Regions from separate parts of the Mus musculus genome. Here regions 2, 3, 4, 5 and 6 are each linked to region 1. A link is a contact called in public HiCAR-type, HiChIP or PLAC-seq and promoter capture Hi-C data. All regions are on one chromosome and are shown on one strand. The core of a region is the stretch at or near the end of the contact, and the rest is flanking DNA. Distances in the headings are between cores, read along the strand shown. Region 1 holds the start of Ibtk (inhibitor of Bruton agammaglobulinemia tyrosine kinase). Region 2 holds the start of Elovl4 (elongation of very long chain fatty acids (FEN1/Elo2, SUR4/Elo3, yeast)-like 4). Region 3 holds the start of Bckdhb (branched chain ketoacid dehydrogenase E1, beta polypeptide). Region 4 overlaps Bckdhb (branched chain ketoacid dehydrogenase E1, beta polypeptide). Region 5 holds the start of Snap91 (synaptosomal-associated protein 91). Region 6 overlaps Snap91 (synaptosomal-associated protein 91).

Region 1 (3,889 bases), core at 985-3,484:
GCAAGAAAGGGAAAAGAACTCCTCAATAACGAGAAGGCTCAAAAATAAATTAGATAAACATAAGGGAAATAAAAAAGAAGACATAAGCTTCTTTACAACTAATAAGATAAAATCCAAAATATTACTAAAAGTACACTAGGAAGGAACACAGAAACAAGTAGGAAAAGAAAAAGATTGCCCAGAATTGAAACAAAATGCATAAAAGTTTTAGAAAAGGTGTGAAGGGGAAAAAAACCTTAAATATAATAACCACCAATATTGCTAAACCTGCATAAAAGGGGAGAGCAGAAGCAATGGGAGAAGAGGAAACGAAAAGGATGAGGAGGTGAAGCCGGGTCCTTCTGTCTCAGCAGCGATCACGCAGACCATTTACCCTCTGGTGTTATGTGCTTCATTCTCACCTTGGGGTAAAAGCTGCACAGTTTGCTTTCATTCTACAGTAAAAGATTAAATCTTTATTAGCTCGGAATGTTTTAACTTATGTGGCCACCTAACACTACTGCATTTATGATATCAGTTGGTGCCACCAACTAGATTCCTTTTAAGCCCAACAGTGTATAAAAATATAAAACTCAGGCTGTTCGTGTCATAGATAATAAATAACGTTATGTCAGAGTCTCAGTTTGGTCAGCACCGCGGCAACTGTGGCTGATAAGTTTTACTTTGTAAGCAGCTTTCTAATATTCTCTTTCTGATCCTTGTTGAAGCAGGACCAGTTTCGTCCCCCATCTCCAACGGCAAAGACATTCATTCCTTGGCATGATGCTGGTCTTTCTTTTTCTGCTTCACCTAGTTATTTTCTACTTCTTCCCTAGTTTGTCATTTTTTTTGGGGGGGGGGGTCAGATGAAACCTCTTATTTTCTTTCACAGATTCGTTAAAGTTGCAATTAATTTTTGTGTATATGATTATGGCCGTATGGACATTTTGTACCCCCAATGCTTACAAGCGTTTGAGACATGGCAACTTCTAGGTGGTGTTACTGTGTGCTTGGCACTCTGCTAAGTGCTGCGGGCGTCTATCAACACATTTTCACTACAGCAACATGTATTCCATTCCCACTTTGCAGATGAGGAAATTAAGGCTTCAGAAAACCTAAATGACTTACCCAATACAAAGAAGAGACAGATAAAAGATGTGAACTCAGGGCAACACATTTATTTACATCACTAGCTTCCAGATCACTGAGCGTCTTTGTTCATGAGTGTGTACACAGCTTCCTTCCAAGTCACTGTTTATACATTACAGAATGGGTCAGAGTAGGAAGTAAGAAAGCAAATTAAGTCCTTGCACTGGGAGGAGAGCTGGGGAGCTAGGTCTGTTTCCATCTCTCCTTCAGTTTGATCTAGCAACTTACTTTCCTACAAAGTCTACAAAACAGGCAATTGGGCTGAAGCAGTCTAAGAGGGTATTGAGTTTAACTCCGTTTAATAGATGATGGTGTCAGTGGCTCATACAGCAACACAAACAGGGCCGAGGTTCAAACAACTCTGGGCTCCAAGTGCTGTTTTTCTCTGAGTCATGCTACTCCTCCCTGAACACATGTTTACTAAGGCGCCTCTGTATCAGACTTCAGCAGGAGTATGTTTTCCGTTCTGGACTGATTATTGGCACACAATTTGCAACCTTTAAAATGGCTTGTAGATTTAAGAGTTCAGGGAGGAAAACCTATTGTAAGCCTGGCGTCAGGCAGACAGATGTGACCCAAGTCAGCAGCTGGTCGCACAGTGGCGATCTGAAAAATCTATGGCGCCTTCTGACAAAAAGAGAGTGACACTCAGACAATCCGGGCACAACAGGCGGGGCACAGAGCAGCAGGGCCCAGTCTTGGGGAGAGGACACCTCTGGTTTTCCAGTTATCCCACTACGAGTGATCCGGGAAGCAACTTTTCTAAGATGCCCACGTTTCTACGGAGTGGTGCTTGGGCATCCAGCCAGTTCCTTGTTTCCTCCATCCCAGCCTTAACCTCCTTTCCGAGTGTCGACCTGCGGGGAGACAGATCTCCTAGGGTGACATCTGGCACCAAGAGGGGCAGTACTGGTTCTGAGTGTAGGGCGGCAGCCAGTGTCGACCGCACCAAGGCCGGCAGGGGTCATGCTCCTTTGGGATACTAGGGAAAGGCCACAGCTGAGGTACTGCCACGCTAGGCCTTGTGGGCAGGCCCCGACCAATCACTGTGGGGCATACACGAACTCCGGCCAATCAGCGCCCGTCTTATTCCCGAGTCCCGCCCGCTCTAGCTCAGGTTTCCCCGAACCCGGTCCCGGCGCCGACAGTCGCGGCTGTCGCTTTCCGTGCAGCCGTCCCCGGAGCTGACTCGGGCGTCCCGGCTCCTGGCTCCCTTCGTTGTCCCCGGTAGCTTTCACTAAGGATGAGTCCCTGCGCGGCCGCGCGCCTGCCCCGCGGAGACCGCCGGCGCACCTTCATCTAGCGACTGGTGAGGGCGACGGCGAAGGCGTCCTGCCAGCCCGGCAGGGGAGCGGGGCCCGGGGAGGGAACTCGCGGAGGGGGCGGCTGCCGAGCTTCGCGCCGCGTGGCACGGGCGGGTGGCCTGGCAGCGCAGCCCCGCCGCCCCTGCCAGCTAATGAATGGCCTTGTCCCGCCAAGTGCTACGTCGCCAAGCTGCCCGACACGCCCTCCAGCGACGATGCTTTTCTGGTTCCGAGGGTTGACTGGTGTCACCTCCCTTGGATCCCTTCCTAGAGGCTCCCATGTCCCCTAAACCCTTGGTGGAGTTTACAAAGTTTGAGTTCCCGCGGGCCTTGCTGAGTTTGCAGAAGCAGGTCTTGCTCTGAGCATTCGCTGCTGGGTGGAAGTGGACTGGGGTCTGTTCTGCAGAGACAGGATAGAGGGGCCTTTTGTTCGTAGCTATCAGGTTGCAAAGGCATTTTGGATCCGAGGGGAAATGGCCAACCCTGATTTAAGCCGTCTTTAACTCTGTTATCTAACACAGTCATAAAACATGAGTCGTGTTAGTCAGAGGGGATATTTTTCAAGGAGGAGAAGTTGAGTAGCACCTGTTTCCTTTATCTCGAAGTAGGTAACATTTGAAGTAGTTCCCCCCCCCCCCCCATAGTTAGTGTGGTTACCTCCATATGCAAATTACCAAACGTTTTGTGTGTGTGTGTGTGTGTGTGTGTGTGTGTGTGTGTTTTTCGTCATCAGTTCCTCACTTCTCAGTGGAGTTACTTTCATTTGTTTTTATTGATTTGGAGACCTGCTTCACCGTACCTGAGGACAGAACTATTTTCTAAAACGTGTTTTCTAAAAAAGTTTTTGCAAAACTTGAGTCACATCGCAGCTTTACAGTTTTTCAATTGGATATGTTAATCTTCGGTTTTTTTTTTTCTTTTTAGTAAATCTTGTTTGAAGGGCTTTCTGTGTGCCAATTTTTTTTTTCTGTGTGCCAATTTTTGTGTGATGATTTCATTACATTTTAAACGTTCAAGATGCTTGTGGATTATAAAATTCTAGACTGAATGAGTATGCCCAAACTTCTTTCTTTCTTTCTTCCTTTTTTTTTAAAAAATATTTATTTATTTATTTATTTATTTTACGCATATGAGTACACTGTAGCTGTACAGTTGGGAATTGAATTTTTAGGACCTCTGCTTGCTCTAGTCGGCTCTGCTCGCTCTGTTCAACTTCGCTCACTCAGTCCCTGACTGCTCCAGCCCAAAGATTTTATTTATTATTATACATAAGTACACTGCACCTGACTTCAGATGCACGAGAAGAGGGTGTCAGATCTCATTAAGGGTGGTTGTGAGCCACCATGTGGTTGCTGGGATTTGAATTCAGAAGAGCAGTCAGTGCTCTTACCAGCTGAGCCATCTCTCCAGCCCTTAATCTCACTTTTTACAAATGAAAATATTGAAGCTTTGAGAAA
Region 2 (3,889 bases), core at 619-3,118, 1.9 Mb after region 1:
TTGCTACTTAATCTATTTATGAAAGGGGAGCCCTCATGATCCACACCACTCCAAGTAGGTCTCAACTCTCTACCTTGCTGTATTGGGGATTGAGATCCAACAACACATGAACTTCTAGGGATGTTTTCAAACCATAGACGCAAGCTTTGGTTCTGTGTGATTATTGGTATCTGTAAACTACTTGTGAATTAAGCAATATTAAGTAATGGACTGTAATCTTCACACCAAGTAATAGAGCTCAAGGGTGGATACATCCTAAGACTGTTTCTTCTTATGTGCTTGAACAGCTCCTAAGTATAAATAAAAATGACTATGCCCCCAAGTAAGGCAGAGAAAATGTTAACAATATAGTTGCCATTTCTAACTTAACATTGATGGGGCTTGTCTATGATTTCCTTATGTGACAGGCGCCCCCTAGTGAACAAGGAACTCAAACTGACCTCCACTGTAGAAGAGAGGCTCCAAGAAAATTCTTGAATAAAGCTGCCTTAATGATTCCACATTATATTAAATAAGCAAAGACGGTGACATTTTGTGAGGTGAGGGTAGGAATCTGTTCTCCATCATAAAAACATCCAAGACTCCAAGACAATACAGAGGTAGCAACCAATACCATAAGCAAAGGGAAACCTAACTCATACTCACATTAACAAAGGAAATGAAATTTGACTAGAATTCTTTGTAGTTACTAGATTCGTAACTAGGAATTGAGGTGTAAGAAATTCTTTAATTTGAGAAACTTCATTCTGGCAAGCAGATTTGACAAATTAATAAATCATATCATTTGGTTGATTTCAGAATAAAGCATGTAAAGAAGGCTGTGGGGGTCTGAGTTATATAGCAAATCAGTTACCTTTAATTAGCCTTCCTCGCCGAAGCTCTCTCTACTTAAACAACTCCCACTATGCTCTGAAGTGATGTGCGTTATAATTTTGTCACCATAAATATTTATGACTTGCTATTTATAGCACAGAGTTAGGGCTCAGGTAGTACTCATGTTAACAACGTTGAGCATTTGACTCAGTGACCTCTAAAATAAGCATTCTAAATCAGTCAAGTGGAGAAAAAAAGCCGAAACAAAAGTGGATGGCACATCTGAATAAAACGCATATGAACTTGTTATTGGACCATTCACTGAAATCTTGCTTTATGTCAGAAACTATAAAAATGGCATAGTGTGATTTTGTTGCTGCAGTTATTGTTGTTGCTATTTATTCATAGAGACTGCTTTCTTCTCACAAGTCAACTGCTCTTTTTCTCCTCAGCATCACCCTTTCAGATTGACCTGAATCTCATGTGGTGCAAGTGGACTCTTTTAGCCTATTCTTATGGCTCCATCCTCTCTGAACTACCAATAGCCTAATTTGGTACAATTATATTGCTTTGATCGGCCAGTGTCGCTGTTTTCAATACTCACAAGGATTTAACTACATGCTAATAATATTTACGGGGTGACCACAGACTACTCTCCTTTGCCGCTGCTTAAGACAAATGGCATTCCTTTACAGTGAAACCACCCGCATTTCCTTGTCTGGGTGACAAGCACGTGCCACAGGCGAAGACAGCAAAAGCACATGTGATGGAGGTGAATGATAGGCAAGAACCAGAAATGCATCGCGTACTTCATCTTTGCCCACAAACTCCCACTTTTTCCCGTCCGGTTTCCCACGTTGCATCCGGCAGAACAGAGGTAACCGTGGGCAGGAAGGCAGGGGAGGAGGACTGGGTACGAGGTGTCCCCCTGCGGCGTTCCTGTGGCCCAGGTGGTGGCCCGGGGCTGGCCTTAGCGCGCCTGCGCAAGCCGGCCACCACTCGCGACCGCAGCATCCCCGCGCCCGGGGCGAGAGGAGGCGCCGCCCCGCCCCGCGCGGCCACGTGATGCGGGCGAGGGGATTGGAGCTGCGGCAGCGCGCGGCGACAGAGAGGAGCAGCGCTGGGCGCTCGTGGCTGGTCCTCCTCCTCCTCCGCCCTCCGGCTTCTTGTCTCTGCTGTTCGCCGCTGCTCTCCGCCTGCATCCCCAGTCGCGGCGCCTGGAGGAGGAGGAGACGCCGCTGCCAGCAGGGTTCCCGCCGCAGTCGCCCACGGTCCATCGGAGCCTCTCTTCTCGCCGCTGCTCGTACCTCTCCTCGCCAAGATGGGGCTGCTGGACTCAGAGCCCGGCAGCGTCCTGAACGCGATGTCCACGGCATTCAACGACACCGTGGAGTTCTATCGCTGGACCTGGACCATTGCAGGTACAGGCGAGGGGCCTCACCCATCTCCTCTGGGTGTTCCTTGGGCTGCCCACGGCTCAGACGCCAGTCCCCGGCTTCAGCGCTAGGCAAGGCCCTGCGCCCCCTACCCAGCGCCTTGAGGCTGTTGGGGGCGCTCGGGTCCCCGCAGATGCGGCGCCGCGGACCTCGCGGTTGTGCACTGGTTAATCAGATGAGACTCTCAAGGCGTACTCCCCCCCACCCCCCATCCCCTCAACACTCCCATCTCTTCAGCTCCGCGAATGCAGGAGCTGACTTAACCAGATGCTACCAGTGCAGCCAAGGAACCACCCTGCCCTGACGCCCGCATTTCCCGAGCTCGCCTATTATCTTATGCACTGGTACTCCTTATAGAGCGATAGGCCTGGAGGCGGACGAGGGCTGCGACTATACCTGTCTCTCCGCTACTTCAGCTTCCTTGAAGACTTTGACAAACCACTCATTATCTTCTTCCATTTAGCTAACCTCTTTGTAGTATAATTTCGACTGAAAAGTAAAATAACATTATTTAGCTTCTTGAAGAACGTTAGTTTTTTTGTGGTTTCCCAGTAGCAAATCTGTTAGGCTACCCTCTGCGAGAGCTTTGCGCAGTGCAGTGCCGTCAGGGGGAGGGGAAAGAAGGCAGGCTTTGGGCTGGGGGTCTCCGCAGCAGCACCTAGAGGATGGCTCAGAAGCCTGCATAAGCATAAGTACAGTGTACTGAAATTAGCGAACTTTCCCTTCAGCTGTTGAGTTTGCAGAGCAGGGCTGTCATTGAGTGACTTAGTTTTCCTAGCAGAAGTAATTGTAACATAAATGTTCACGTTTTAACATTTCTTCACTTGCTTTGTTGCTTTAAAAAGTTTCCGAGACCTTAAACGTTAAGTTTAAAGGATCCCAGGGAATAGTTTGGGGCTTTAAATTTGTGTTGTGTGTTTGCAGTGTGACCCTGTATTCTAGCAACGGAGGATGTTAGCAATATAGGTTATGATGGCTGTCTTCTTTAGAAGTGAAAAGTTTCTTCTTTAGTTTTTTGTGTTCTGTTGCTAGGGCAATCGAGACAGTGGGTTATATATAGCTTGATACAGAATGACATTTGATGTATGTGCTGTGAACAAAATGCTTGCTGGAATTGTTTCTGTATGAGACAAACGCTTTTTCGACCTGGAGGCTTCGATGACTTGTTTTAAAACGCGCGATATTTCTCAGGAGATCAAACATCTGACCGTAGGAGAGCCAGTAGTTCCCAAGCCGCGAAGCTGGCGGTGGTTTAAAGGCAGTTGTCCAGGAACGACTCTTTCTTGAGCTTTACTTTAATGCTATCACACTGATACCTGCAATACCCGGGGAAGAAGCACCCTTCCCTTCATCTCTGCGATACTGGTGGGAACATTGCATCAGAGCTTCCCCTTACACAATTGCACAGAGCCGAACATCAGACAAGCTGGCTGGCAGGTGGCGATGCGGATGAGGTTCTCCAGCTACCTCGCATCCAGAGCCACACCTAGGCGTTCTCTCTCTCGGCTCCTTCCCATTCAGTAGTGTTCTCACCTCTCCTGAGCCTCAGAAAAAAAAAAAAAAAAAAAAAAAAGAGTTGAGAGCAAAGCTAGAACGTAAGCCTCCTGTGGTGGTTCATTCCTTCTGAATGATTCTGAAAA
Region 3 (3,889 bases), core at 790-3,289, 1.8 Mb after region 1:
CTTCCAAGATGGCAAACACTGTGTCATTCATTCATATATATATATATATATATATATATACATAAATTTTATTCAGCCCTCAGCTCTCCTCTCCTTTTGAAATCGCTATTATCATTAATCCCTTAATTACAGAGATGTGAGGCTTGCAGAAGTGAGGACTTCAAAGTCTCAGGGGAACCGGGCGTGGTGGCGCACGCCTTTAATCCCAGCACTCGGGAGGCAGAGGCAGGCGGATTTCTGAGTTCGAGGCCAGCCTGGTGAGTTCCAGGACAGCCAGGATTACACAGAGAAACCCTGTCTCTAAAAAAAAAAAAAAAAAAAAAAAAAAAGTCTCAGGGGATGGGGACAAAACCAAACTCAAGACCCTGACTCTCACTACTGAACTCTACAGATCAACAAAACTCTACAGCAGTACAGGAAGTTATTTTTCTAGTTGATGCAAATTGGACTTGTATTAAAACTACAACTGTGGAAAAGACAGAGCTCTGGAAGAATGAACCTCAAAAGGTTTAGCAGCATCCACCATGAGAGGTGCAATCATGTTGTCACTTTTTTCTAAACTCTGCCTTTTATCTGTAAGATGTTTGTACTGTTTCTATAGTAACAACCTAGAGCCATGACATCACTCGGATTTTAGTAATTTCACAACTGTGGAAAGGAGAATTCGGAAGACCTCTGCTCTATTTCTCCATTACCAGGCCAAAGTTTCTTTGCTGTGAAAACAGTACTGAAGGCTGAGAGGGAAAAACGAACTGCTGTTCATCTTTCTAGTCCTACTATTTCACAAAACTGGGAAACCCCGTCATTGAAATTATTTCTAAAGGCCTCTTTATTGCCTTCCGTGGAGTGGCAAGTCTGGAATCCTGCTTACTAGATTCTGACCATTGGCGCTATGTCTCATGAACTTATGTCCTGTGTACTGTTGAATAATCTGCTTCAAGGCTTCCGTTTATCTAACTGCAAAGCAAACATGAAAACATGACCTACCTCACATGAAATTAAATCTTGTCCTATGAACTAAATGAGATGAGGAATGTAAATTTCACCAATAGCAAGCTTTCGGTTAAATATTCCATTATTGTTCACAAGTAAAGATGGGCTTCCAAAAACTGCCAGCCCCAAGTTATTAGACAAAAAAAAAAAAAAAAACAGTGTAGGTTTTCCTTACTTTCTCCTGGTGCTCTGCAGTTAGACCTAGGATGGAGGGCGACTGCATAAAACTTACAGGAGAAACAGTCAGAGTGAGGCAAAGGTGGCAGGACAGGAGCCTGCCCCATTCCCTTCTGTTCGCTCTTCTCCACCATCTCTATGGAATACTGCTTGGCCAGGTGACAGCGGGGCCCAGCAGGAGCTCTGTATGAGGCTGAAATAGAAGTCTGGATTCTTTCCCATCTTTAGGCAGAACCTGTCTCGTGACCTTGAGAAAATCAAATTCTAGTATTTACTCCCTAGGTTTACATTTTCAAATGAAAATTAAAAGGCAAGTGTTTTACAGACAGTTGCCTCAAGTTAGTGACTCAGTCTAGGACAAGCTAACACCTAAGACCTGATATGGGGAAAGCATGGATAGAACTCAGGGGAAGGGGGCGGGGGAGCGCTCTTTGGACAACTCCTCTACACCCTCAGGCCCTAGCAGAAGGCAGAGTGCCCTCTCACCTATCTTGAAGTTCCAGGGGCTGCATCTGAAGGGAAGAATCACCAAGGACGAGTAACAGGAACGCAAACTGACCCGAACCAAGGAGGCTCTAGAGTAGAGTCTAGAGTCTAGGGCAAGGCAAGGATAGAGCCGGGATGCAGCAAGATCCCCAAATCTCACCATACTGCAGGGACTCTGGGTCCGGATGGAAAGTGAAGTGGGCCACCCGCCGCTTCTGGGCCGTGTCCTCGCCCCCGGGTTGCAGGAAGCCTTGCACCAGCGCAGCGCAGCGCAGTCCGCACCGCCGCCGCTCTGCTCCCGCAGCCCGGAGCCACAGCAGCCCACCCGCGCGCGCAGCCACCGCCGCCATCCCCAGTTCTCAGGCACCGCAGCCCACGCTGCCGGCAGGGAGGGAGGAGCTAAGACGCAGGCTTCCTCATTGGGCAGCCTCGAGGGGCGGGTCCGTGAAAGAGACCAATCGGAGACGGAAGTTCGGGGGCGGGGATGGAGACGCTATGACCTGGCGGCCCGCCCAGACGGAAGCCATACCAAGGCCCCTGCAGCCTGAGATGTGGTCCCTGGGTCCCACCCCAAAATCAGCTGCAGGACTTGGGGTGTCACAACGCGACTGCCTGTGTTCTTTCGCAGTGTCATTTTTGCGGTGCATTTTTCAGTAGCGTTTTCGTTTTAGGCTGTGTTTCTCATAGTCTGTAAGTGCAATATGGTCATTGCAAAGACAGGCGTTGGTTTCGAGTTTCCGAAAAAATCTAGAATTCGGGAAAGGCCTTCACTCTTATTTTGAAATAGTAAATATATTTAAATCTTTAAAATTGATTTTGCTTATCCTGATTTAGATCATATCAAAAAATAGTAAGTAGAGATTTCGGCCTTCAAATCCACTAGGAATTTAAAGTCGAGGTGCAGCAAAAATCACCTAATGGTCTTACTCTGTGTAACTTAGAAATATGCAAGTTGCCGGGCGGTGGTGGTGCACGCCTTTAATCCCAGCACTTGGGAGGCAGAGGCAGGCTGGTCTACAGAGTGAGTTCCAGGACAGCCAGGGCTACACAGAGAAACCCTGTCTCAAAAAACCAAAAAAAAAAAAAAAAGCAAGTTGAATGACTGATTTAAAGTCAAAATAATCAACTTTATAAATTTTATCTTAAAATATTTAAGTGTTTTATATATATCATATATATCACATACATATCAAATATGATATCGCATATATATCATATATATGATATGTGTGTGTGTATTTATTTATCTTCCTTAGCCATGAGTTGGAAGATAGCCATCAAAATAGAATACAACAGAGGCAAGAAAGTATGTCTAGATCTCGAGGAAGGATTCCAGAATGGAGAAAGTATTATGACAGACTGAGAGAACAGAGAGGAAGGAGCCAGGAAGAAACATTCCTCCTGTAGTATTTGTGACCTCTTAACAGATGTTAGGTTTAGCTAAGAAGCACGGGGTAAGAGTAGAAATGGAATTCTACGTATTCAGAAATGCACACAAAGGAGACAGCTTAGACAGTGGCATTCAAATGTGGTAAGAGACTTAGAACAGCATGAAGAGAAACAAGCTCTTGAAGGTCAAAATGCTTCCAGAGGTAAGGCTGACCTGCACCCAGAGGATTAGAGGTTGCCAAAGCAGAGCACAGAGAACCATAGTCTTCCACAACAGGTGAGGTGGGTGCAAAGGCTCATTGTCGTGAAAGAATGAAGTGTCTTCCAGGGCAAGGAAAGAAATGTCTTGTTCCTATGCTGAGAGCCTCTGCCTGCCCCCATCCCCAGCTGCATTGAACTTCGTTTGGGAAACTCTCTTTTCAGGGAGTCAGGCTATCTTTAAATGCCTCTGGGAAGTGCAAAAATTGGAAGTTTTCAGTAATTTGATAATCCCAAAAAAAGATGAAACTGACTACATTTGGAATTTCTGATGGCTGGGTTCCTCATGACACCTTAATATGCTGCAAATGGGCTATCTTCTTTGTTTGAGCCATTTCCACTTGGGTTTCTGACTAATCCCTGGGGACACGGAGAGCCTGTGAAGATGGAGCCAATGGACATCACAGTTGCTCTTCTTTCTTCAGAATGATTCTTGGTTCGTTTTCTCTCACAGAACTTCACTTCAGTCTACTTCTGCTGAGATTCGTCCCTCTTTTGATTCAGTGACTATATGTAAAAAAGTAACACTTTCTTTGCAGATGGATCCAGAGGAATATCACTACCTTCAAGCTAGCGTGCCATACAG
Region 4 (3,889 bases), core at 721-3,220, 1.7 Mb after region 1:
TATCAGGAACTTTAAATTTTGACACTACTTACTCCTTTTCTAAAGTAACTGGGGGGGGGGGGGACCTGTATTTTTCTCTTCTTAAAACAACATTTGGCAAACTGTTCTCAAGTGTTGACAAGCAGGAAAAATACTACATCTGGCCATCATTGAGAGTGATAACTGGTAGAGACTGACGTCATCCATCCTGTTCCCTGGTTAACATGACAACTAAGAAAGTGACCCGAACTCAAACCAAGGTGTCAGCCAGTTACGTTTTACATGGCTGTTGGAAGCATGTATTAAGGGTACAATTCGCCCTGACGCCAGCTGGTTGCCTACCAAGGCAATACTTCTCCTCAGAGTGATCAAAAGTATAAACAGAGCTACACTTCTGCATCACCATGGATAAATTGGTTTCATTTCCTAAAACTTGGTCCAACTCTGTTAGAATAAACGGATTTTTAGTACATTATAAAACGAAATCTTGTGTAGTTCATAATCCATGGTCAAGGATAAAAATCTTTTGGGTCTTGCTTGGATGCAAACAGTGTTCTAGGAAAACTTCAATGTTTCAGAAAAAATTACAATCTAAGCAATATATAAGAAAGCTGGTATAGAAGTAAAAATACAAACATTCATAGTTTTATTAAAGCCAAAATCATAAGAGTAAAATGGCAAGTGGACTCAGGAAAAAAAATCCCTTTCTCAGAGAGAGTAAGAAGTACCCACAGAACTCATGTCGACTACTTGGTAAAGAAAGTTAAAAACACAGAGGTGTGAACATTTCAAGGCCAAGAATTATAACCCCAAAACTCAATGTTACGGGACTATTAGTTCCACATTATAATAGTTATCAAGATGATTGAGTGTATTAGCAAGAGGTGATGATAGTTATAAAGATGATTCATATTTTTAATCAAATTATAAGTTTAATTTTTTTCAAGAAATTTTACTTCCTGCAGTGCTAATACTTTCCTGATTGATTTTGAATTCTTTAATCATAATGTTTTTATGGGCATGAACTAGGAGAAATGTTTGAAGAAAAATGACCGTCCTTCTTCCTCACACTCCAAAAGAAGTTAGAAGAAAGAGGGAAACCATGCCTATTACTGAACACCTAGCCAACTAGCTAGGGCTAGTGAAACCGTGGCTCTTGGAGAAGAACCTAGAACAGCCCCTTTACTAACCAATATAATCCCTAACTACACTCTAAATATTTGTCCTTCTACCCACAGATAACTGTAGCTCTCATCAAGAAAATTTCTCTTTGCAACAGATGGAGACCATTACAAAAACCCACAACCAATCAAAATGCTGACATGTGGATCCCAGTCCCAACTGATATATCCAAACCAAACTCCTGCACCCAAGGCCCAGGGAACACTCGGGAAGAGGGGCATAGGCTGGAAGATTCTAAGAGCCAGAGGGAGCTTTCTGTGAGACTGTGTCTCCTGGGAATGTCAGAAGCTACACCCTAAAGTCTCGCTAACACAGCTGCCTAAAGGTGACTAGAACCAGGATGCAACCATAGATGAGCTAACATGGAAAGGAGGAAGCTCAGGAGGCCGTAACCCTAGGAAAATAACTGTTGGTAATTAGGGGATACTGTAGAGAAATAGTCTTCCCCAGGGAAAAATGCCAGGTTGTTATCCAATATTAAATGGTCAGCACTGAAAACACACAGGCACACATGAGCTGAACAGGTTGTATTTCTATATTTAGAAATACAAACACGCACACATGCACACATACACACAAACACACGCCATGCACGCATGCCAACCACACCACACCTATACAGAACAACAATTAAAGAAAAACAGCCACAAATTTGAAAGCAAGCAAGAGGGCATATGTACACAGGAAGGTTTGGAGGGAAGCGAGGGGCAAGTGATACAATTATAAGCAGATGTCATACAATTGTAAGAAGATGAGATACATTTTCACAAGTGTTGTGTAACAGTTTCCTCTGAAACTGAATCATTGTATTCGGCAACCTTGAGAAAGAGGCTAAACTGCTGACAGGAGCCTGATATAGCTGTCTCCTGCGAGCCTCTGCCAGTGCCTGGCAAATACAGAAGTGAATGCTCACAGTCATCCGTTGGACAGAGCACAAGGTCCCCAATGAAGGAGCCAGAGAAATACCCAGGTAGCTGAAGGGGACTGAAGTCCCATAGAAGGAACATCAATATGAACTAACCAGTATCCCCAGAACTCTTTGGAACTATACCACCAATCAAAGAAAACACATGGTGGAACTTGTGGCTCTAGGTGCATATGCAGCAGATGATGGCCTAGTCAGTCATCAATGGGAGGAGAGGCCCTGCGTCCTGTGAAGGCTCGATGCCCCAGTATAGGGGAATGCCAGGACCAGGAATGGGAGTGGGTGGGTTGGGGAGCAGGGGAAGTGGGGGAAGGGGGAAGGGGAAGGGGACAGGGGATTTTCGAAGGGGAAACTAGGAAAGGGGATAACATTTGAAATGTAAATAAAGAAAATATCTAAAAGAAAGAAGGAAGGAAGGAAAGGAAAGGAAAGGAAAGGAAAGGAAAGGAAAGGAAAGGAAAGGAAAGGAAAGGAAAGGAAAGGAAAGGAAAGGAAAGGAAAGGAAAGGAAAGGAAAAAAAGGTAAACAACTCAAAATAAGCTTCAGGAAGTCCCTGAAATTGAAAGATTCTCGGGACCATCCCTGCCAGAGTAAGAAATAAAAGCTGAAAGACCCTCTCAGAAGAATATGCTGAGCTGCAAAGACTCTTGAGATCAGCCCAGCTGCCTCCAAGAAACAGAAAACAGTCAAACTGCCTGGAAGAGGTTTAGATGAAATGAAGCACCCAGAACGGACACTCCTCAGCCTGCTGAGCTGCCTGCAGGTGGGGCAGCATGCTCCAGGTTCTCAGCTTTTGGGAACTGTCACCCATGCTGAAGTGGAATTTGTGATGCAGCTGACTTTAAGTCATTACTGTTTCTGTGAGTAATTTTTCACCTATATTCCAGTAAGTGATCCTAATAAAACGTATGGGTCACCAAGCTGTACTTTGGTGGTATCCGTACTTAGGTCTGCCGTGGGTTCCCTATCTAAAGTGAGTACACATGTGTGTTGTGTCTTCCCAGGAAAAATTCTGTCACACACCTTAAGAAAGCCTAAATTCCTTTTAGAGACAAAATTCTCAAAACTACTTTATAAACTTAAGTTACATTTATAACACTAAAGTGTAAGATAAATGTAGAAACGCCATTTCCTCAGTAAGATGGTTCCCTTTAAATGTCAACTTGATACCATCTTGACTCCTGACAAGAGAGTCTTAATGAAGTCTAGATTAGGCAAGTGTTGTCCAGTGGATGGATGTCTGTTAACGATTGCCTTGCTTACATTAGCTGATGTAAAATGATTCAGACTAAAAGGTAGGTATCGTTATTCCCTGGGTTTGGGTCCTTGACTATATAAAAAAGAGAAAATAAGTTGAACACAAGTATCATCTTGGCTATGGATGTAACTTGCTGCTTCAAGTTCATGCTGATATAACTTGCCACGAGGATGATCTGTAACCTAGAATTAGGAACTAGAAGATATTTTTTCTCCCTAAGTTATTCTCCTCAAGGTATTTTATACCAACAGCAGAAATGAAGTTAGGATATATTCAGGTACAACCATAAGCCAAGGAAAGACCAAGATATCTATAAAGAAGAAAACAAAACTTCTATTCATGCCTCTCCCTTAGTTTTAGATTTTGAAGAAGTGGACTGTTTCCACCGTCTTAACTACTGTGCTTCCAGACAGTGCACAGAGCAGACAGACCCCCTAGGCTCAGGGATTGACATGAAAAGGTTGCCCAGAGCATGGGCAGGTGAGGGTCTTGGTGGTACCTGGCATTCTCCATTCCTGTCATCCCGACATCATGACACTCGCCTA
Region 5 (3,889 bases), core at 534-3,033, 1.1 Mb before region 1:
TTCTGTTCCTAGATGGCTAAACATATGGAATTGGCTGTTGATGAGTTTTGTTGTTATGCAATGTGCCTCTTTCTTCCCATTAACATCCCTACTATAAAGTCTACCTTAGCTAATACCAATACGGCTACTCCAGCTCTTTATCAGATATGCTGAGTTCTCGTTTACTTGCAATAAAATTCACCAATTCTATGTGTCCAAATTCATACTGTTGTTATCGACCACCTTAGTCATGATATAAACCTTTTCTATCATTTTAAATAGTTTTTCTTTTGAAGTCAGTCCCCAGTCCTGAACCTTGGCATCTGGTGTATTTTCTGTCTTGAACTTAAACCTTTCTTACTCTGTTACATAAATGGATCAAAATAGTAAATAACGTCCTGGTGATTTGGCCTCTTTCATGAAGCATCGTATGTTCTCAAATTCATCCATGTTGTTCATTTCTGTCTTGTTATTGCTAAGTAGTATTCTGTTGTGTGGATATGCCATGTTTTCTTTAGCTATTTATCAATAGACTGGTTTTCCTCCAGTGTGGGGCCATTATATAAGCTGCTACTAATTTTGAGTGAAAGTTTAAAGAGAAAAATGTGTGTGTCTGGTTCCCCCCCCCCCCAATTGGGTAAATACTGTGCAGGACTGCGGGGGTCATATAGTAATACGTACATAACTTTTTGGTGGTGGTCTTGATCTTTCTTTCTTTAGTCAACAAGGTTTCTAATTGCTGCTGCTGGGATCAGCCCCAGCTGTTAGGAAGTTATGATTGGGTATTGAACACCGGACCAAGAGAAAAACTACAAGGCAGAACCTTGATGTGTGTAAGTAGGCGTATATGACCTTGGGGGACTGAACAGAGGTCACCTGTGTAAAGCCAGAAAATATGTCAGGGAAGTACCTAAGGGAACTTCTGATCTTAACCGTGGGAATTTAAAAGAATAGTTAAGACAATGACCTTTACAAATGTCAACTCATGAAATTATTAACCGACTCCAATCCCATGCAAATAACACTCGACATTCAAATAATATAAGACGTTCCGACATATTTAAATGGCAAAAATTACAGTTTAAGGGTGCAAATGATTACAAGACGAGTGTAATCTGGCATTCAGCTAATTGCTTTGCTACTTGTCTATACCGCATACCTCAGTATTGCTTTAAGGCTAAAGCGGCTCGAATTACCTGCCCACTCGGCTCCCCGTTGTAACTGAGACTAGTGGAGCAGCCTCAAGGAGCTGAGGGTGCACAGGTAACGGTCGCGTGGCCACAGAATCTGACATTTCAAATCGCCCTGCCCATCTGGGCCTCTACTGCCGAGGACAGGCCAGCTAGTCACAGGCACGCTTCTTAGGAGAAGGGGCTGGGCTCTGTTGGCAGCGCACGCTGCCGCCCTTGCCTCGGCCTTCACAGCCCTCCCTCTCCCCAGGCCCACGCCCGCGGCGATCCCCGAGCATCCTGCAGTTGCCCGGCAGGTATGCGCGGCGCGCGCGCACCAGGTCCGCCCGGGGACGCAGCGGGTGCGCGCGGGGACGCAGGGCGCGCGCAAGAACGCAAGCCATAGAGCCGCGGCGCCCCTCCGGTCCCACCCCCTCCTCCGCCGTCGCCCGCCAGGGATGCTCGCGTGCGGCCCTCCTCCCGTTTAAAGCCGCGGCTCCGAGGGGGGCGGCGAGCAGGAGCGACAGGGAGGGGGCCGCTGGCGTTCTGCAGAGGACTGGCCCGGGTTCGTCGGCTGCCGTCACCTGACTCGTCGCAGGCGCTCCAGCTGAGGTGGGGGCGGGGATGGGGACGCTGCGCCGAGCGCTAGAGAGACGCGGCGGCGCTGGCGGAGGCGGCGGCGGGTGGGGACCGCGGGGACCGCGGAGCTGAGACAGGGGCCGGGCCGGGGCTACAGGCATCGCGGCCCGGGGACACCAGGGCGGTGCGTGTCTGCACTCAGCTACCTCGCGCGGCGTCCGGGCTGCGGTGCTCCTGGGGCGGGGTGAGTACGCTGGGCCGCACGGGTCCCCTCCCCTGCTCCAGGACCCGGGGATTCGAGGGATAATCCTAGGGCGCGGAGAAGGGCAGAGGCGGCCGGGTGACAGCTCGGTGGCGCTTTAGCGGCCGGGCGGGGCCTGGGCTGTCCGCCCTCTGAGATCCGACTGGAGAAGGGTGAGGCGCATCGCGGCTCAGGGCGGCCCGACTATAGGGATGGAGGGCGAGGGAAGAGGAGTCGTTGCTGCCGCCGCAGCCCCAGGACAGAAAGGAGGTGGCCGCGGCCCTGCGGTGCTGTGGGAGACACGTTGCGGCTCGGGGCAGCGAAAGGTGCGCGCTTCTGGGCGCGGCGTCCGGGGTAACCCCGACGCGCACCGGGTCTCGCACCACCGAAAAGGGTTGCGCGGACAGTGCTGCTTGACAGGGGGCGAAGCCGGGATGTGGTGACCGCTTCAGGGTGTGGGAAAGCGGGACCGTGGCACGATGCAAGGACTACCCTGCGGGTGGCTGACAGCCCTGGACCTCGATGGACCAACTGGGCTTGGCGCGCCGCTGGTCCCAAGAGGCGGTGCCAGGGCGGGGTCGGCGGAGGAGAGAACCGCCGAGCGGAGGGAGCAGGCAAGGCCGGGCGCTCCAGCTAAGGCGGTGCGGGTGAAAGCCGGACCATCTCCTCTTATTTCCTGCAGAAGAGGAGGCGGTAGACGCGGCCGGTGAAGATGTCGGGCCAAACGCTCACGGATCGGATCGCCGCCGCTCAGTACAGCGTGACTGGCTCTGCTGTAGCAAGAGCAGTCTGCAAAGCCACCACTCATGAGGTGATGGGCCCCAAGAAGAAGCACCTGGACTGTAAGCATCCTTTTATATAAGCGGGACATGCGCGTGACCATAGGGGCTCAAAGGCCGGCGGCATGGCCTTGGCAGTCTGTAATACTGCCAGAAGCCTTGGGAACTGGCTCACCATCGAGTCGATCCTGAGATCCTGAGCTCCTGCCTCTGGCCTTGGAGGTGTCCCCTTGAATAGGCCCTGAAACCTTGTCTATCGAGCCGTTTTTTTCTTCTGATGACCTCCAAGAGCCTAGAGGAGGGAACACACACACACACACACACACACACACGGTTGCATAAAAGTGTACATTTGGGCTACATCCTTTTAATCATTTTTTTTCTCCACTCTCTGTTAGGTTAAAGGAAATGAGGGGTGGTAGGGTCACAATGGGGAGACAGAGAGATTGATGGGTGGGTGGATGGCCACTCTTGACACTAATTTCTTAAGAGCATTTTGGATAATCGTAAAATCCTGCTTTTTCCTCTGCTGCTACTCAGAATTTGTGTGTGAGTGTGGGGGAGTGCGCGCGTGTGTCATATGTCACTACACTGAGCCGAACTGAAATAAATCCAAGCTATTGAATGAGCAGATAATGGCGATTTCATTCTGAACATCTTGGCACACTTCCTTTGTCCTGTTCTCAGAAAATGCTGGGTGGGATAACTGGTCAGCTCACAAAATGAATGTCCTCTCCTCTTTAGAGGTGGTACAGTTTTAGATGAAAACATAATATTTAATACATAATATTTCCCATGATCATTGGCTCTCCGGAGAAAGCTTTATTCTGGTTGGGGAGCTGTATGTTTCTGAAGTTTTTCATGCTGTTAGTATAGTTAGTCTTTTGCTACTGGAGGGGAAAGTGATACTTAGAAAGACTTTAACCTGCTTTAGGCAGTGAGTATCCCCCAAGACTATCCCAAATAGTATTCTACAGTCTCTCTACATCTGTTTGACCTGCTTAGACTCCTCTGCCCTTTGTTGGTGCTCATTGTTAAATGTCACTCTTGGCACAGAAACACATTTGCCCGTGCTCATATTCCCACCTCACTGTCTTGACCTCTTTTGGTTTGTTGGGGGGTTTTTTTTGTTTGTTTGTTTG
Region 6 (3,889 bases), core at 722-3,221, 1.1 Mb before region 1:
CTGTGTATATTCTCTCTAAGAGTGAAATTAACACTTAAGTGTTGAACTGAGCAGCTAGGAAACCCCGGTGACTTTTGTAATTAAAATTATGAGATATTTATAGGCTTTTACATTTCTATATTTTTCTGGATAGCACTTATGCTACATAGGAATTATTTTTGGGGGGGTCATTAAATAACATAAATTCCTCTATTAATAGCTTACTATTTCCCATCTTTGAAAAAAACATTGACCGCTTCCATGTTCATAGAAAAAGCCAGCAGGCCTTTATGTAGCATTTTAGAGTTTTTGCTTAGATTACATTATAGATAATATTTATTATTGTTTCAAATTGTCAGTAGTGCGTTACTTTTCCCAACTTGATCCATTATGTTATAGATTTCTATAAGGCCTGGTTACGTTTCCGTTGCAGCGATAACGACCACAACCAGAGCAACTTAGGGAGGAAGAGGTGTATTTCAGCTCACAGATTACGGTCAATCAGTGAGGGAAGTCAAGGCAAGAAATCAGTCAGGGCACGACCCAGGAGGTAGAAACTGAAGCCGAGGACAAGGAACAGTGTTCCTTACCTGCTCAGCCTGCTGCTTTCTCATACCATGCACGACCACCTGCCAGGGTTGGCCACACATGAGACTGGACCCTCCCACATCAACCACTAATCAAGAGTGCCCTAGAGACTCTGATGGAGGCATTTTCACAATTGAGCTACCTCTTCTAAGATAATTCCACCTTGTGTCAAGTTGACACAAGTCCAACCAGGACACTGTACATGAAATTGTAAATGAATATTGGTCTGCAATAAATTCCCTTGTCTATGCGCAAAATGTAGTAGCATTTTCTCATAAACTGTCAGTGGCAAATATGTAGGATGGAATATCAAGCACGAAATATGCAAGAAACATTAATTTATGACCTGTGAGAAAGAACTAATGTGCTGTCCCTCGTGTGCCCTTCCAGGGCAGGGTTGACTGTGGACCAGAGACCAGCTCTGAGTATCAGACAGTTTTGGAGCAGATTTTGATCAGTGATTAATAGCCCCATAGAAATATCTGTGAGTATATGTCAGGTAAAGGCCAGATAGAGTCAATGGGGACAGAGGTCACTCATGTTGCCAGCTTAGTTCCACTAATCCACTGAGCTATCTCATTGGGCCAAGGACAATTTCTTAAGGCTTTTGGCTCATTGATGACTATAGAATAAGCACATAAATACATTCGTAAGCTTTTAGATAATAACTCCCAAAATGCCAGATGCTGTATAACATGTTCAGGTAATAAAACAGCAGGATGTGTTCTTTCACCTCAGAGAACTTAGCACCGAGTGATGAAGATAGGTAACCAGAGACAGTTGGAGTGTAAACAGCAGGTGTCCTGTGGCTCAGGAGAGACTGTTTAATCCATGGGGTCGCCCCAGGCATCGCTAGTAAGAGTGACTTGTGGGATTTAAATGCGAAGGATGATGGTACCAATTACAATTTTCTTTCACACAGCTTGAAATTGAGTTATTTAGCAGCAGAGGGCAGTATTCTGTCAATTTATGTTGTACTTGCTGTGAGGTAGGAAGCTGTTACCAGTTTCAATGTATTAGCTGGTAAATATTTCATTGCCTTTTTTTTTTTTTTCAGTACTTGAAAAACTTGGCTTATGAAATTTGACTGAGAGAAAAAGGAATTTGTCCTTAGAAAGTGATCATGTCAAAGGGTGTTTGTGGTTTCTTTGTTTTTGCCAAGTAAATATTGTTTTGTTTTTTTAGATTTTAATTTTTCATCTTTTTATTTAGTTTTTTTTCATATGATATATTTAATTTCCTTCCCTTTCCATTCGTATGAAGGAAATTATGTAAGTGGCAAAAATATCCAAGAATGCATGAGATTTCAACCTTGTGGTGCACTAGATTATTTGGTTCCTAAATCCCTTTCTGTAGATGCAAAAACAGAATCACTTCATGTTAGCAGAGCCTTTGAAATGGGAAGTTACGGGCATGCATCCAGTAGTAGAAGCTAGCATACAGGATCTGTGAATAGATGAAATTTGCATAGTACTGGACAAAAATCCCAGTTACTAACCTTGTATTTGCTCCAAGCTCAGGGACAGCCATCCTTACAGCTGACCTGACTATGGCTACCGTTGGAGTATGTTTGCTTCATTTTGTCTTACTGTTCATTTTATTCTCTCCCAGGTTAGGAAAGTGTGAGCCATGCAGACAGATGTTTTTGTGGCTATCTGCGGCCTGTGCTAGAATCATGCTATCTGTAAAGACTGTTTAGTTCCCTAATCAGAACGAAGCACCCACTTTGCCTTACTCTGAACTCCCACTGCTTATGACAACTGCATGGGAACAGTTTTCTCTAGAGCATTTCCATTGCAGGCCTGAAAATAACACACCAGCAGGAGTTTGGTTGCTTGTGTTAGGTCCGGTTCACTCACACAGCTCAAGGGATCCTGGCCATTTTTCTCTAGGGTTCCTTCTTTTATGCATGCCAGTCAAAATTGAGTGAACTGCAATACACAATTCTGTTTCTGAGCTTCCAAACTTTTGAAATGAGATAAACAGGTATTGGTTTATGTAGGGTGCCTTTTCATAAACCTTGGGTGAGTTTTAGAAGTTGAACTTTGAACTGTGTGTTTTTTTTTTTGGTGGACATAAGCGATAATAATGACTCAAGAGAAGATAATTTTGAATTTAAGAATGTCTGCTAAGAGATTTGAAGTCAGTGGGGAAGTTGGGGAAAGGACATCATGGAGCAAAAGCCAAGCGTTCTGAGCTCCTCTGTTGCATAGAGCCCCATGAAGGTCATCTAATCTAAAGGCGGGTGAAGTTGGGCATGTTCACATTTTCTTTTCCTGTATTTCCTTTAGATCTGGTGCTCCCTCTCCACTAAGTAAGGTAAGTAAGTTGGTTTGTTTCTCTGCTGTTTTCTTTTTGTACATGTAGCATTGTTTACTGTAAAGCTCAAAGCACCGAGTGCATTTGTACTGCCATACAGCAGTCACACCGCAACACACTCCCAGGACTTTCCTCATCTTCCAGGGTTGTGAAACATTATTGCCCAGGCCTCCTGACCTCAGCCCCTGGAAGCCCCCTTTCTTTCTCCATCTATAAATTGGATACCTCGTCTGAGTAAATACAGACCTTTCATACATTATTAATTTTACTTAATGTCTTAATGTCTTTGGAGTCTTCACTCCAAAAGCCGGTTTGTTCATTTTTCCTCCCAGTGGGTATTTAAGTGACTTCCAGGTTGTCAATATGACTAACAGTTCTGATATAACTATAGTGTGAAATGTCTGATTGAGGACTGGAGAGATAGCTCAGTGGTTAAGAGCAATCATTGCTCTCGCAGAAGACACAGGTTCAGTTCCCAGCACCCACACTGAGAGGCTCACAGCCTCCAGGGGTAAAGCAGATGGATCAGTTGATTTACATTTCTGAGAAAGGATTAAGTTGTTTTTATATGTGATTTGGCTTTCTCTTAGAACTCCAGGTCTTAAACAGGTGAGATTTTTCTTGTATTTATGTAACAACTGAAACCATACATAGCTGTATAATGTTTGATAATTAAAAACTCTTTTCACATATTGTGAATCCGTGATCTAGGTCAGCACAGGGTGCAGTGTATTTTAGTGATACGGGGCGGGGTGGGGGGGTGTTATTAAGGGCCTTTGCCCCAAGCATGCCTGCTGAAGCACTTTTAGTCTTTGCTTCAGCCATCTCTCTCTCTGAGCCAGTGAAAGGGCAGGCTCAGGGCTTTCCCTGAGGAGACCGTATGCTCTCTCTCACGGCCTGCACTTCACATCTGCCATTGTTGCGTTTTGTAGGCAGAGGTGTAATCGGTGTGCTCTTCTTTGACAGATTCCCATTACGTAATTGATGCCATTACAGACTCTCA

Evidence for each region. Promoter capture Hi-C pulls out the DNA fragments that hold promoters and counts their contacts. HiCAR-type assays count read pairs that join an accessible place to other places. HiChIP or PLAC-seq counts read pairs in DNA pulled down with a chosen protein or histone mark.
Region 2: a HiCAR-type map of astrocytes shows a contact between it and region 1, with 6 times the contacts expected there. The contact joins the promoter of Elovl4 here to the promoter of Ibtk in region 1. A contact is called at or near these places in 4 of 39 promoter capture datasets (cranial neural crest, hippocampal neurons, pre-B cells and 1 more), 6 of 115 datasets of contacts at active chromatin or transcription factors (astrocytes, cardiomyocytes, extraembryonic endoderm stem cells and 3 more) and 1 of 9 other capture datasets (liver).
Region 3: a promoter capture Hi-C map of pre-B cells shows a contact between it and region 1, with 12 times the contacts expected there. The contact joins the promoter of Bckdhb here to the promoter of Ibtk in region 1. A contact is called at or near these places in 6 of 39 promoter capture datasets (the 3T3-L1 cell line, cranial neural crest, embryonic stem cells and 3 more), 1 of 484 Hi-C or Micro-C datasets (CD4 T cells), 7 of 115 datasets of contacts at active chromatin or transcription factors (astrocytes, extraembryonic endoderm stem cells, large pre-B cells and 3 more) and 3 of 9 other capture datasets (adipose tissue, liver and macrophages).
Region 4: a contact with region 1 is called in an H3K27ac HiChIP or PLAC-seq map of acute myeloid leukemia, with 7 times the contacts expected there. The contact joins the enhancer-like site here to the promoter of Ibtk in region 1. A contact is called at or near these places in 3 of 39 promoter capture datasets (the 3T3-L1 cell line, hippocampal neurons and liver) and 3 of 115 datasets of contacts at active chromatin or transcription factors (acute myeloid leukemia, cardiomyocytes and embryonic forebrain).
Region 5: a contact with region 1 is called in a HiCAR-type map of astrocytes, with 3 times the contacts expected there. The contact joins the promoter of Snap91 here to the promoter of Ibtk in region 1. A contact is called at or near these places in 2 of 39 promoter capture datasets (cranial neural crest and hippocampal neurons), 1 of 484 Hi-C or Micro-C datasets (embryonic stem cells) and 1 of 115 datasets of contacts at active chromatin or transcription factors (astrocytes).
Region 6: a contact with region 1 is called in an H3K4me3 HiChIP or PLAC-seq map of forebrain, with 6 times the contacts expected there. The contact joins the enhancer-like site here to the promoter of Ibtk in region 1. A contact is called at or near these places in 3 of 39 promoter capture datasets (the 3T3-L1 cell line, hippocampal neurons and liver) and 7 of 115 datasets of contacts at active chromatin or transcription factors (astrocytes, embryonic stem cells, epiblast stem cells and 2 more).

Annotation. Positions count from the first base shown.
Region 1 is chr9:85,747,679-85,751,567 of GRCm38.p6, reverse strand. Ibtk (inhibitor of Bruton agammaglobulinemia tyrosine kinase) reads left to right here and starts at 2,234. Exons shown (of 29, transcript NM_001081282.2): 1 at 2,234-2,437.
Region 2 is chr9:83,804,284-83,808,172 of GRCm38.p6, reverse strand. It overlaps Elovl4 (elongation of very long chain fatty acids (FEN1/Elo2, SUR4/Elo3, yeast)-like 4), which reads left to right and starts at 1,868. Exons shown (of 6, transcript NM_148941.2): 1 at 1,868-2,234. The coding sequence starts at 2,135.
Region 3 is chr9:83,923,287-83,927,175 of GRCm38.p6, reverse strand. It overlaps Bckdhb (branched chain ketoacid dehydrogenase E1, beta polypeptide), which reads right to left and starts at 2,039. Exons shown (of 11, transcript NM_001305935.1): 1 at 1,817-2,039. The coding sequence starts at 2,006. Gm36278 (a long non-coding RNA gene) reads left to right here and starts at 2,171. Exons shown (of 4, transcript XR_379675.2): 1 at 2,171-2,346; 2 at 3,635-3,739; 3 at 3,843-3,889.
Region 4 is chr9:84,059,127-84,063,015 of GRCm38.p6, reverse strand. The region is part of intron 8 of Bckdhb (branched chain ketoacid dehydrogenase E1, beta polypeptide); the gene reads right to left. Among named protein-coding and RNA genes, the nearest start is that of Gm46124, 36 kb to the right of the region's middle. Within about 2 kb of position 1,970, at least 1 of the 459 cell types and tissues checked has an H3K27ac peak or open chromatin away from gene starts, as enhancers often do. A contact at or near this core is called in acute myeloid leukemia, where this site is marked.
Region 5 is chr9:86,878,343-86,882,231 of GRCm38.p6, reverse strand. It overlaps Snap91 (synaptosomal-associated protein 91), which reads left to right and starts at 1,783. Exons shown (of 30, transcript NM_013669.2): 1 at 1,783-1,971; 2 at 2,651-2,810. The coding sequence starts at 2,681.
Region 6 is chr9:86,808,518-86,812,406 of GRCm38.p6, reverse strand. It overlaps Snap91 (synaptosomal-associated protein 91), which reads left to right. Exons shown (of 30, transcript NM_013669.2): 12 at 2,859-2,886. Among named protein-coding and RNA genes, the nearest start is that of Prss35, 67 kb to the right of the region's middle. Within about 2 kb of position 1,971, at least 2 of the 459 cell types and tissues checked have an H3K27ac peak or open chromatin away from gene starts, as enhancers often do. A contact at or near this core is called in forebrain, where this site is marked.